Linked DNA regions of Sus scrofa: region 1 is linked to region 2. A link is a contact called in public HiChIP or PLAC-seq data. All regions are on one chromosome and are shown on one strand. Each heading gives the region's core, a stretch centred on a gene start, on an enhancer-like site or on the middle of the called end of the contact. The rest is flanking DNA. Distances are from core to core; before and after follow the strand shown.

Evidence for each region. HiChIP or PLAC-seq counts read pairs in DNA pulled down with a chosen protein or histone mark.
Region 1: a contact with region 2 is called in an H3K27ac HiChIP or PLAC-seq map of alveolar macrophages. The contact joins the promoter of GMPR here to the promoter of DTNBP1 in region 2. A contact is called at or near these places in 2 of 2 datasets of contacts at active chromatin or transcription factors (alveolar macrophages and skeletal muscle).

Annotation. Positions count from the first base shown.
Region 1 is chr7:12,252,667-12,256,639 of Sscrofa11.1, forward strand. GMPR (GMP reductase 1) reads left to right here and starts at 1,727. Exons shown (of 9, transcript XM_001929120.7): 1 at 1,727-2,012. The coding sequence starts at 1,926.
Region 2 is chr7:11,718,148-11,721,907 of Sscrofa11.1, forward strand. It overlaps DTNBP1 (dystrobrevin binding protein 1), which reads right to left and starts at 2,009. Exons shown (of 10, transcript NM_001098600.1): 1 at 1,905-2,009. The coding sequence starts at 1,960.

The DNA of each region.
Region 1 (3,973 bases), core at 477-2,976, 530 kb after region 2:
TGGAGGAGCAGTGTAGCCTTGGGGCAGGGTCCTGGTTCCCCTTCAAGGGGTATGCATAACTGTATCTTTGAGCTCTTCTACTGAACTAACCCCCCCCCCCCAAATGGAAGATGGTCACTACTTGATGAAACATTCTTCATTCCAAAAAAGATCAAGCTGCGACAATCTCAAGAACCACCAGAACCTGTGTTTGTATACACCCTGATCCTTTTCTGTGGCCCTATTTTTTTTTTTTTTTTTCTTTTTGCCATTTCTACAGCCGCACCTGCGGCATATGGAGGTTCCCAGGCTAGGGGTTGAATCGGAGCTGTAGCCACCAGCCTACGCCAGAGCCACAGCAACGCGGGATCCCAGCCATGTCTGCAACCTACACCACAGTCACAGCAACGCCGGATCCCTAACCCACTGAACAAGGCCAGGGATCCAACCTGCAACCTCATGGTTCCTAGTTGGATTTGTTAACTACTGTGCCACGATGGGAACTCCTCTGTGGCCCTATTTTCCACTTGGAAACTGTAAGACCCCTTTCTATTCTCTCCCAAAGGAGGGCACCGCCTTTAGGGCATTAGCCTGCTGTGGCCTCCTTTGCCTCGCAAAGTAGTAAAAGCTACTCCTTTTTACCTCACCCAAAACTCTGTCTCGGTGATTCTATTTGGCACAGGTGGAGAGAGGCTAGCTACGCTGCCGCAAAACATCTTCATTGGGTTGTTGTGAGATTGAAGAAGGTGGTGCAGGCCAAGCTCTTACGCACATTCCTAGTGTATAAGAAGGGCTCGGTGTGGTCAACAAGTGAATTAAAAATAAACTGACATCGGAGTTCCTGTAGTGGCGCAGCGGAAATGAATCCGACGAGGAACCATGAGGTTGCAGGTTTGATCCCTGCCTAGCTCAGTGGGTTAAGGATCCAGCGTATTGGTGAGCTGTGGTGTAGGTTGCAGATGCGGCTCAGATGTGGTGTTGCCCTGGCGAACGCCAGCACCTGTAGCTCCGATTAGACCCCTAGCCTGGGAACCTTCGTATGTGAGGGTGTAGCCCTAAAAAGCAAAAAAAAAACAAAAACAAAAAACAAAACAAAACAAAACACAAAAAACTGACATCACCAATAACTCAAAGGGACTCAGGTACCTGAACCCAGGATCTGTGCCAACTGTAGACTTCAAACCAACCAACCAACAAACCAGTCCCTAACATCCAAAGGGATCCTAAAAATGCCTCAACAAACCCAATGCTGCAAAACAGATTCACCTGCCCACTCTTAATTCTATCCAGTTCCCAGGGGTTTCTTAGTTTTTGGCACGTGGGCGGTGTGACTCAGCATCTGCTGAGTATTAGGGCTTGACATTAGAGAAAGGAGAAGGGAAACCTTTCAAGGAGTGGACTTTTCCTTGGGTGAGGAGGTCACAGGGCAAGTCTTGGCCGTACCCTTGGTGACAGCACATTGTGAATTCTCCCCCTCACTCCCTAACCCCCCCTCCCCATACACCCTTCGGTCACCGTACTAAGCGAGGCGATAAGAAACGGGAGCGGGGAGGGGGGAGGTGGTTAAAATGTCACACGTGCGAACTTCTTGCGTGCGCCTGGTTTCTCCCCATCTCGCCTATCCTTTCTGGCCCGCACCGAGGTCTCCCGCGCGGGGAGGGGTCAGGGGCGGGGCCGGCGGAGCGAGAGGGCGGGTCTAGCGGGGCCGGAGGCGTCCAGAGGCCAGAAGGGCGCAGCGTGCGCGCTCAGCGGCCCGCAGGCACCCGCCGGGGCCGAGCAACTCGCCTTCTCGCGGCGCCGCCCCGCCCCAACCCTCTGTGGGCCCCGCCCCCGCCCTCCGCGGGCCCCGCCCCCGCCCGCTCCCGGCCCCCACCTCCCCCGGCGCCCGCGCTGCAGGAAGGAGCTGCGGGCTCCAGCCCCTCTGGTCGAGCGCGCCGCTCGGCACCATGCCCCGCATAGATGCGGACCTCAAGCTGGACTTCAAGGATGTCCTTCTCCGACCCAAGCGAAGCAGCCTCAAGAGCCGAGCCGAGGTGGGCCCCTTCATAGCCGCATTGGGGTGGGATTTTTTTTTTTTTTTCCCCGTGTGGCGCGAGGGAGGTGGGTGCAAGGCGCCAGAATGGGCCAACATTGCCAGCTTTTTTAGTATGTCTGGAGATGGATGGGACGCTGACCTCTTTTGCCCTCGCACCACCGTGAAAAGGAAAAGCCAGCTGGTTCTTTGCAAGGACAGGAGGTGTCTTTAAGGGCCCGGGCTCCGGCCCAAAATTCTAAATACGTCCGGTTGAGTGGGCAAGGGGGAAACACACAGAACTTGATCCTAGGGTAGCGAAGATCAGGTGGTCAACTGATTTAGAAAGAATGGCGGGGGATGGGGGTTGAGGTGTGCTTATAGAGAGAAAATGATACGGTGGAGCCGGAGTATAAAGGGAGAGGAAAGATTTTGGCAGTGTTTCCTGGTGCGGAGAACTCCGGCCGCTTTAGGATCAGGTCTAGCAATGGAATTTTTTTAAAGGTCTGAAAAGCAGGGCAACTCCAGGGCAAAAGTTCAACGTTTACTTTCCGCATTTCGGTGACCTTTTGAGAGCGAGGCTGGGGACCTGTGCCTGGTGGCACCCTCTTACTGGACAGCTGCAGTCCAGTCCAGTTCTTTGGGAAGCTGAAAGCAGTGGAGTGGGGGCAGTGGGACCAATGGGGTGGTCAGTTGTGCTAGTTGTGCCTTAGTGAAAGCAAAGCCTGAGGGACGACAGGTGGAGGCCGGCCTGGAGATAGGGAGTGGGGGGCAGGGAAAGGTCAAATCTTGAAGGATAAACTAGTTGCACAGAAAGACAGAGTTCCCTGGAGGAGTGGGTGCTGGTGACCGTGGTTTTGCCTGGTGGGCTGAGAGCTGGAGAGGAAGGGGAAACTGCTGGGTCTGGAGACTGGGGTTGCAAAAGTAAACAGGGGGAGGCTGAGCCAGCTTGCTGCTCCCCCTCCCCCCGCACGACCATAAATAAATCCCCTTGCAGGAACTGGGCTGCCTGCCTGTGCCCAGGCCTGACTCTTAAGTGCAGTGCCTGGTGCTGCCAGTCGAGGGCTTGCGTGGATTAAGGAAGCCTCTTGATTTGCGAGTGACCAGAACCAGCTCACCTTCTCAAGCAGGTGGTCGCACCCTTGATGATTAATCCTTCTCATCCTTGATTGGTCAGCTCTGCTCCTGACCAGTCTGGTCCTTCATCATGCCCTTGCAGGTGCCAAAGAGTGGGGCAGACACTTAGAAGCAAAATCAACAGCTGGGGTGGCAGGCCTGAGTTTCCTCAAGTCTAAGCAGTGTAGCTGGTGCCTGAGGCCAAGACAAGATGTGTTTATTCTGGGCAGACAGATGATTTGGGGGCCTCAGCAGCCTAAATGGTCACAGTTCACTTAGTAGAGAGAAACTCCTTTTAAGAAAAATGAAGAGTTCCTGTCGTGGCTCAGTGGTTAACGAATCTGACCAGGAACCATGAGGTTGTGGGTTCGATTCCCGGCCTTGCTCAGTGGATTGGGGATCTGGCGTTGCTGTGAGCTGTGGTGTAGGTTGCAGACATGGCTCGGATCCCCCGTGGCTGTGATGTAGGCCCGCGGCTACAGCTCTGATCAGACCCCTACCTGGAAACTTCCATATGCCGTGGTTGCGGCCCTAGAAAAGGCAAAAAGACACACACACACACAAAAAAAAAAAAAAAAAGAAAGAAAAAGAAAAGGTATATGTTTAGAACTTCTGAACCAGGAACCTCTTGACGGTAAGTCATTTAGGGTTTATGCGATAGGACGAATTACTCTTTCTAGGGTATGATGTCATATGCCTCGTTTAGTTTCCTAGTTTGGGCGGATTGAAACTGTTAGCCACCCAGCTTCCCATGGCCCCTTGCAATCTACGTGTTCGTGTAGCAGTGAGATCTCTGTGCCCTTGAGAGGTGTGTTCACATTTCCGTGTTTGTGGGAGTTTGCCAGCTCCCTGCCTGGAAACCCGAGT
Region 2 (3,760 bases), core at 759-3,258:
AATACAATAATTTACATTCTGAAAATTACCTTTTAAAGGGGTAAAAAATGGGAGTTCCCGTCGTGGTGCAGTGGTTAATGAATCCGACTAGGAACCGTGAGGTTGCGGGTTCGATCCCTGCCCCTTGCTCAGTGGGTTAAGGATCTGGCGTTACTATGAGCTGTGGTGTAGGTTGCAGACACGGATGGGATCCTGCATTGCTGTGGCTGTGGTGTAGGCCAGCGGCTACAGCTCCGATTCGACCCCTAGCCTGGGAACCTCCATATGCCGAGGGAGCGGCCCTAGAAAAGGTAAAAAGGGAGTTCCCGTCGTGGCTCAGCGGTTAACTAATCCGACTAGGAACCCTAAGGTTGTGGGTTCGATCCCTGGTCTTGCTCAGTGGGTTAAGGATCTGGCGTTGCTGTGAGCTGTGGTATAGGTCACAGACGTGGCTTGGATCTGGAGTTGCTGTGGTTCTGGTGTAGGCCGGAGGCTACAGCTCTGATTAGACCCCTAGCCTGGGAACCTCCATATACCACAGAAGCGTCCCTAGAAAAGACCCAAAAAAAGAAAAAAGAAAAAAGAAAAGGTAAAAAGACAGAAAAAGGGGGGGGGGTAAAAAATGAAAGCATGCAAGCACACCATCAACGAATTAATTCCTAAGGACATCAAACCGAGACTACGAAAAATGCTTTACACGTGGTAAGTACTCAAGTATTCACTAGTTCGCTACTACTCAGCCCCCAAGAGGCAAACACTTTTGACCCATAGGATAGAAGGTGAGTAACATCTTACTCATCAGAAATGTAAATAAAACATGATGGAGAGGCCTCTCCACATTCAGAACATTTTCCAAAGGATTCCTGACCTAAAGGTAAAGATCAAGTGACACCCTTTTTAAAGCAATGGAAAAGTTAAAGTGAAATAAGCACTAAATAACAGCAATAGTGACAGTGATTACTGTGTGTTGGGGATGTTAATCTGTTAATCCTTCACAATAGCCCTATGAGATGATACCATCTTCAACCTCACTGTGCAGCCGTGGAAACAGGCAGAGTAACCTGCAGAAGTAAGTTTGCTTAAGTGGCAGAGATAAGAGCCCAGGCAGTCCGGCATTAAGAGCCTATGCCTGCGGTTCCCTACCTGCCGCACACTGGAATCACCTGCGGGTCTTTAAAACTTCATCCCCAGCCCAATGTAATGGATATGACTGGGGACCTGGGCACGAGGGCGGCTAAAGGTTCTCAGGTGATTCTAAGCAAAGTTCGGGAACCGCTGGTCTTTGTGCGCTGCCCACGATGTGTCTCATTTCACTAGGTAGTCATGGCACTGCTGCAGTTCCGTTTCTAGAGTTTCTTCACCGAAGCATTCAACCCGAGGCAAAAGTCGAGAGAGAAAGCAAAAGGGGAAGAGGCGCCAAGCTTGGCAAGGGTTCGGCGCGAGCGCCAGGGCCGGACAGGACGCGCGGCGGGGCCGGGGCGGGTGAAGATTGCGGCCCCGGCGACCTCGGCCTGGGGAGGAGGGGCGGCAGAACCCGCGAGGCCCGAGCGGGCAGGGGTCTCGGAGGCGTGGGAGGGGGCCGAGGGGGCGCAGGGCCACCGTCCACGGTGGGGTGGGGGCGGCGCGCTCGCCTCCCACACACCCGCCCAGCTGCCGGGAGGGGGGCGCACGATCCCCCGCGCGCCGCTGCCTTCCCGACCGGCTCCCGGGCCGAGGGCGCGGGTCAGAGCCTGCCCGGTGAGACCTAAGTTACTTTGGGCGGCCGAACCCACGCCGGAAAGTTCGTTACTTTTCTCCGCGGGGCGGGGATGGGGTGGGACGCGGCTGGACCCGGGAGCGCGGAGGGAAGAGCGGAGGCGTCCCGGGCGCCCTTGTCTCCTCGGCCCGGCCCCCCAGGTCCCTTTCCATCCCCACCGTGTACCCACCCGGAGGTGAAATCCTGCTGCACGCTCAGCAGCCGCTCGCGCAGGGTCTCCAGCATCGTCCCTGCTGCCGCTGCCGCCGCCGCCGCCGCCGCCGCCGCCGCCGCGGTCCTGTCTCCCGTCCTCAGGCCGGCACCGCCACCTTCGGCCCCGCGCCGCCGGGGAGCCCCGCACCTGTCACCTCGCACCCCGCACTCTCCCGGCCGGCCCCGCCCCCGGCCCGCTCTCGCCTCCGCGCCACGGCCCCTTCCGCGTTCCCGCCCCCGACTCGCGCGCTCCCGCCCCGCCCCGCCCCGGCCCGCGCAGCCGCAGTGGGCCCGGCCGGGCTCCGGCTGCGGAAAAGGGGCGGTCCTTTCCGCTCTGCTGAGAAAGTCAGTAGCTCTGACGCCCTTTTTAACCCAGGCCAGGCCCTTTGGTTTTCCTATTTAAAATTGAGGCGACATCGTGAAGAATGTTTTAGGTAGAGGGCTTGAGTGTAGCATTGTTTTCACGGTTTGGAAGAGGGTAGGATCCATTTTTTTTGCATAGTGTTCAAAACCATTTCGTGGACGCTAGGGCCAGGATCTGACCCGCTGGCTTTGCCCTTGGATGAGAAAGCTAACCATTCTGAGCCTTCGTTTCTTTTTTTTCTGCTGTTTAGGGCCGCACCTGCTGCATATGCAAGTTCCCAGGCTAAGGGTTGAGTAGGAGCTACAGCTGCGGGCCTACGCCACAGCCAGGCCAGATCCCAGCCGCGTCTGCGACCTACACCACAGCCCACAGCAAGGGGGATCCTTAACCCATGAGTGAGGCCAGAGATGGAACTCGAGTCTTCATGGATACCAGTTGGGTTCAGTTCGTCACCGCTGAGCCACAATGGGAACAACTGAGCCTCAGTTTCTTCACTGATAAAACAGGAATAATCAACTGTTTTGACATCCTTTCCGTTGTCTCTTCATCCTACCCCATCAGGCTTTTGTGTCCTTCACAGCAAAGGAGGTGGCCTCTTTTGAGTTGCCAATGGCTGCCATGTTGCCCATACCATTTGTTACTTGTCTGCCCTGATTTTTTTTTCTCCACATTTCAGTGGCTCTCATGAAGTCACTTAACCCCATTTTCAAGACATATTCTTGCCTTCAAGGACACCATACTTGCTTTCTCCCTCCCTGTACACTCATCCTCCTGTTTGAGCTTCTGCTCCCAAGGCTACAGCTCCAGCCTTCCGCTCTTCTCCAGGTATGTTCGGTCCCTGGGTTAGTCTATCCATTACGATGCTGTAAATTCTACGGAGGCACTGGCGATGCCCAAGTCTCCATCTTCAGCCCTCTCCTCCCTCCCCCTCCTTCAGTTCATACCAGTGGCTTACTCCACATGTATCCAACAGGTTATCTCGAAATCCAAATACCTAAAACTGAAAATTTGATTGCATACTCACCTCTTCATCTAACCCCAGTCTCTTCCATTTTGTAAGTGGCACCACTATCCGCCAAGCTGCTCAAGTTAAGCCACCTGAAATTAGCGGTTTCCCCTTTTCCATATTAATTCAAGTCCAATCAGCTCTATTAAGAAGTATTGCTGGAACCTGCTCCCCTCTCTCCATCTTCACAATACTCACTCTGGTCCAAGGCAGTAGCATCTTTCACCAGAAACACTGACAGGTGTCCTGATTCTACTCTTGCGCCATGCACACTCCTGTGCTGTGTGCACATCCTTCACACAGCAAAGAGAATTATTTAGGGAGTTCCCATCATGGCCCAATGGAAATGAACCTGACTAGCATCCATGAGGATGCAGATTCAATCTCTGGCCTTGCTCAGCGGGTTAATCTCCAACATTGCCGAGAGCTGTGGTGTAGATTGCAGACGCAGCTCAGATCCCAT